2 separate regions of the Gossypium hirsutum genome follow, and region 2 is linked to region 1. Evidence: chromatin contacts called from public Hi-C data. All regions are on one chromosome and are shown on one strand. The core of a region is the stretch at or near the end of the contact, and the rest is flanking DNA. Distances in the headings are between cores, read along the strand shown.

Region 1 (2,700 bases), core at 195-2,694:
ACATCACAACAAAAGGAAAGCCAAAAAACACGAATTTAATTTACTGCCACAGAATCAGTCAAAAAGATTACATAATGCCCATTTCTGGGTTCTTTTTCTCTTCTTTTGCCATTTCTTCTTTCCTGGGTTAGCTTTTCGTCAATTTTATTTCTTTAATTTATTAGAACATATAATAGAGGTCTGTGGTCACAAATGAATATGTATTGCTTGCTTCATTGATTTTTTTTTTTGTTCAGAACTTGTTTGATTTCATATACAGTTTTTAAACTATTGGGGAAGTAATATTAGAACATCATCTTTTAAAAATTAAAATTATAGGAAAAAAAGAATCTAGTAAGAAAAAGATAAGTTAAATTTTGTTATTAGTCTTTCTACTTTATAAAAGTTATGAATTTAATTTTTATATTTTTTATTTGATTCATTTTAGTTCGAATCAGTCCATAATTTTAATTCCAAACGATAGTAATTAAATTTGTTTACTAGTGGCGTACAGGTGTAAGTTTAGTCTATTTATTCAAATTAGATCATTTCAAATTCTTATATTTTCTGAATTTTAAATTTTGATAACTAAATTTTTAATAAGTATATCAAATTTTAAAAATAGTATAATTTTACTTAATAAATTTAACAATTATAATTGAATAAAAAAATATAAAAATTGAACAAGTAACTTCTACATAGAACAGAGAATGATAAAAAAAAAAGAATGTAGGATACAAATAACAAAGTGGTTTTGACTTTTAGAAATGCTATATATGATTCCAAATCATGCGGCTTATGTGCTGTGGTTTTTTATTCTTGATAATTGGTGGTGGGGGAGTGGAATTACTTACTATCGAACGTTTATAAAATAATACTCTTACCACAGAGGATAATGGCGTGGTCATCCCTGTTTATCGACCATATCCTGAGCACAATGATAAAATTTTCATCCTCATAATACGTGGTTTTAGGAGCACTTATCTTTCTTTACATTTTTTTTTAATTTTTAAATTTTAACCAAAACCCAGAAAAAAATGGAGCTAAAAGGGGTAGAACTGTAAAGACAAGGACAAAAACGAAACTCCATGAAGGTTATAATAAGAAACAGAGGAACATGGGAAACTGAGATTTGCAGTAAGCAAAAAAGTAGGATAAAAAGGGAAAGAGTGTTACGAAAGTTCTTTTCCTTTTTCTTTTACATGACGATTTTTTATGTGAAGGCTAAGGAAAATGACAGTAGTTGTTGTTATCACTGCAGTTAAACTTTCTGCTTTGTATACTTCTATGGTTATGCTATCCCATTCCTTCTAATTCCTCAACTACCCTTCCCTCTTTTACAGTTCCTTTTCTATTTTTTCTTACATTTCCCAACAACAACAGCAGCAACCCATTTTCCATGAGAAGGGTTTTTTTACAAGGAAAAGAAGAAAAAAAATATTTTACTTTTTGGGTTTTCTTCTTCTCTCTTTTTGTGGAATTTTCTTTTAGCTGTTTCGTATGGAAGTTGGTGGAGGTTCAGAGGAATGTTGTGTTAAGGTTGCGGTTCATGTAAGACCACTTATCGGTGATGAGAAGGTTCAAGGTTGTAAAGACTGCGTTACTGTCATCCCAGGAAAGCCTCAGGTACTGTCACTTACTAGAATGCAGGCCTTAATTCTTTTAAGTGCTTTCAAATGGATGATTTTGGGTTTAATTTGAAGTATTTGGAGATCTGGATCTTTTGGATGCTTGAATAATTGATCAATCAAAATTAACTAATGAATATTTTGCTATGCTGCAGGTACAAATTGGGACACATTCCTTTACATTTGATCATGTGTATGGGAGCACCAGTTCTCCTTCTTGGATGTTTGAGGAATGCATTGTGCCACTTGTTGATGGCTTATTCCAAGGATATAATGCTACTGTTCTTGCTTATGGTCAGGTACAGCTGAATCTTTCACACCACACACCTAAATATTGCTGTTTTTATTTTCCTTCCAATTGAAGTTTGAAAAATTATTTCAGACTGGATCAGGTAAAACATATACTATGGGCACAGGCTTCAAAGGTGGCTCTCAAACAGGAATCATTCCTCAAGTAATGAATGCTTTGTTCAGCAAGATTGAAAATCTAAAACATCAAATCGAATTTCAATTGCATGTGTCCTTCATTGAGGTTTGTTAAAGAACCAAACATTTCATTTTGTTTGTTCTACTTTGCTGTAATACCTGTTGTTGTAAAAGCTTCGCCCTTCGTGTATCAGATATCCATTTTATGAATATATCTTCTGGTTTATGTGATCGAGAATTCTTTGCATCATTTTAAGTATCACAACTGGCTTGACTAGCTCTTCCTACTTTTTAGACCTGACATGCATAATTTTTATCTAATTTTGATGTAAAGATCCTGAAAGAAGAAGTGCGAGATTTGTTGGATCCTACTTTTTTGAACAAATCAGATACTGCAAGTGCGAATACTGGGAAAGTAAATGTCCCTGGAAAACCGCCAATACAGATTCGTGAATCATCAGATGGTGTTATTACACTGGCAGGATCTACTGAAGTTAGTGTCAGTACATTAAAAGAAATGGGTGCGTGCTTAGAACAGGGATCTTTGAGTAGGGCTACAGGGAGTACAAACATGAACAATCAGTCAAGGTTAGTTCATTCTCGGTTCTTGTTAAATTAAGTATTATTTAGTAATTACTTCTTTTAGTTTTACCTTTTTCTTGGTTTT
Region 2 (2,700 bases), core at 34-2,533, 92 kb before region 1:
ATTACAATTCTTTAATTAATTCTAGTTCGACAATGAATTAAGCATGCACCTTCCAATTATTGTGTCCATTAATCACCATTTGGTTTAGATTAAGTAACTAATTCTAATGCATTCAAACATATTTTAATGCATGAATAACATGAATGATTTTAATTGGAAGTATAAGCAATTGAGGCACAGAACAATTAAAACATGAATTGAACGAATTAAATCAAGGCATTGCAATCATTCTAGCTAAAAAAACTAATTCATTATTTTAATGAAAAAGAAATTAAATAATTTTCAATCATGTTGATAAACTAAGAATAATTAAAGAAAAAAAGGAAAAAGAAACTTTAAGATCAATTCGGTGATTTCCTGAGAACTATTCGTGGTGGCTTACTCTGATTTTTATGGTTAATTCGATGCAAATTACTCCTCAAGGGGGCCGGACAAAAGAGAATTTTATCCCAAGAAATGCTTGTTCAGGGAACTCTTAAAGAGAGGATGGAAAAATGAAGAGAGTGGAGCGCTTAGGTGTGGAAGAGATAAGAGAAGGATGAGTGAATGTTGAGTGATGGATGAAAGGGTTTTGGCCTATAGTTTTACATATGAAAGGAGGCTAAAATTAGAGATTGCAAGCCACAATATTCTACCTTATGTGGCTGACCATGAATTGTGGAGAGGATGGGTGGTTTGTAACACCTCGATTTTTTGGGCCTAGAATAGTTGGGCTTTGAGTCTGGGATTCGGATAGAAGGAAACCTGAATAATTAGGAAGTTTTAAATATTACCGTTTAAGAAAAGAAATTTTGAATTACTACTAGAAAATTTTTACTATATTTATTATTACGGATATTTTAAATTTTTACGAAATTTTAATTAGTATTATGAGATAAAATTATTATTATTAGAAAAATATTACTGCATGTATGTTTGAAAAAATTTTATGAAAATTATTATTATTTACTGTATTATTGATATTTGAAATTTTTATTATTAGATATATTTATAAAATTATTATTATAATTATTATTATTAGATAGGGAAATATATATATATATTTATAAAAGTATTGTTGTTTTGGTGTTTAAGACTCTAGAAAAATTTTAATTTTATGCTACCTTAGGGAATCTGGGCAGTAGGCCTTATTAATAATTTGGGCTGAGTTTTAGCATAAAGGAGCAACTGGCCTAGTGGCTAAGCACGCTAGGAAGACTGGGAGGTGTCTGGGTTCAAGGCACGGGGTGCGCAATTTAAGAGTTTTCTTTAGTATGCAGATCGCGATTGGAATAAGGATTAAGAAGGGTTGCGAGTATAATTTAACACAAGGAGCGTCTGTGGCACAGTGGCAGCAGCGTGCTAGGCTTGCAAAGAGGTTATGGGTTCGATTCCAGGGGAAGGCGAATTCTGTTTTATTTTTAGCAAGCCAGAACTGAAGCGGATAAAGCTTAAAATTAAATGTGAAAGGATTATGTCCTGAAAGGAACTTCGGTCCAGTGGCAAGCAAAGTGTGTGTGGGGTTAGAAGGTCGCAGGTTCAAATCGTGTGGAAGGCGAAATTCTCTTTTATTTTTAAGCGGACTGGAGCTTCAGCAGGTAAGGTTTAAAATTAACTGTGACCTTATATGTGTAAGAAAAGAATCCTGGTGCAGTGGCCAGCAGCACGGGTGTGGACGGAGGTTTGGTGTTCAAGTTGCAGTTTGCGCACGTAAGGTTTGGATTTTTGCTGCATGCGTGAGGAAGGAATTGGGGTCTGATCAGGACTCTTCGCAGTATGCCTGAAGCGGTGGAAACGGTGGGCTTGATTGGCTAGGAGTTTGAATGAAATTCAAATAATGGATGAGGCCAACAATCAAGGAAATTCGGGAATTGGAATTGGGAAAGAATTCCTATGCCGGAAGGCACTCTTTCGGCCATAGCTATATTAAATGCCGTATATTTTGGTCTTTAGGATTCATTTTTTTCCTTCTTCTATGTTCTTTTTTTTTTCTTTCCTTCTCTCATCTCTTCTCCTCTTCTCTTTTCTTTTTCCTCTTGCCGATTCTCATCCTATCTTTTTGCCGAACCTAAATCTTTCATATTCTTCTTCTTTTCTCTCATAAATCCTCAACAAAACTGGTTAGCCGAATTTCCACTGAAGCCAAACCTCTTATCTTTTCTTTCAAAACCAAAATCTTACTACTTTGAGGTACTGCAAAGGCCGAACCCTTGGTTGAATATTTTCCCTTCTTAGGCAGTGGTTGGATCTACAATCGATAGGGAGTAGTGTCATAACAATATAGGTAAACGCTCGAATCTTTTTTTCGTTATTCATGAATTAAGGTAAAAACTGAAAAACCCCTATATGCAAAGGGTGCCTGTTGATTGTACTAAAAATGTTTAGTAGTGATATCTGATTTGTTTTCCTATAGTGTGGATTAAAGGCAACTGATCAAAGGCTTGGATACTTGGAACGATTGAATCTGGATCTAGTTCATATTTCGGCAAAGGTAAGAACACTAGTGCCTAAAGTGTTAATGGTCGATTTTTGGTAAGGAGTTTTGCAGATAAGTTGCTATGGATTCATAGTTAACGTATTAGTAATTGATTTTAGGCAGTTCGTGTGTGGAACTCGTCAGCGTTTCGTTGCAAACAGGTGTGTAAACGACACCCACTCATAGACTAGATCGGCAAAAGCGGAAAAGCCGAAAAGCCGAAAAGCCGGCATTTGTGAACTTGC

The links. A called contact is a pair of places that touch in the nucleus more often than the background predicts.
Region 2: a contact with region 1 is called in a Hi-C map of leaf, with 2.5 times the contacts expected there. The contact joins the enhancer-like site here to the promoter of LOC107917911 in region 1. A contact is called at or near these places in 5 of 34 Hi-C or Micro-C datasets (callus, hypocotyl, leaf and 1 more).

Annotation. Positions count from the first base shown.
Region 1 is chrA01:28,185,668-28,188,367 of Gossypium_hirsutum_v2.1, reverse strand. It overlaps LOC107917911 (kinesin-like protein FRA1), which reads left to right and starts at 1,444. Exons shown (of 26, transcript NR_175000.1): 1 at 1,444-1,605; 2 at 1,763-1,906; 3 at 1,990-2,139; 4 at 2,368-2,621.
Region 2 is chrA01:28,277,729-28,280,428 of Gossypium_hirsutum_v2.1, reverse strand. No RefSeq gene overlaps it. Among protein-coding and RNA genes, the nearest start is that of LOC121206483, 9.8 kb to the left of the region's middle. Within about 2 kb of position 1,283, at least 3 of the 9 cell types and tissues checked have an H3K27ac peak or open chromatin away from gene starts, as enhancers often do. A contact at or near this core is called in hypocotyl and leaf, where this site is marked.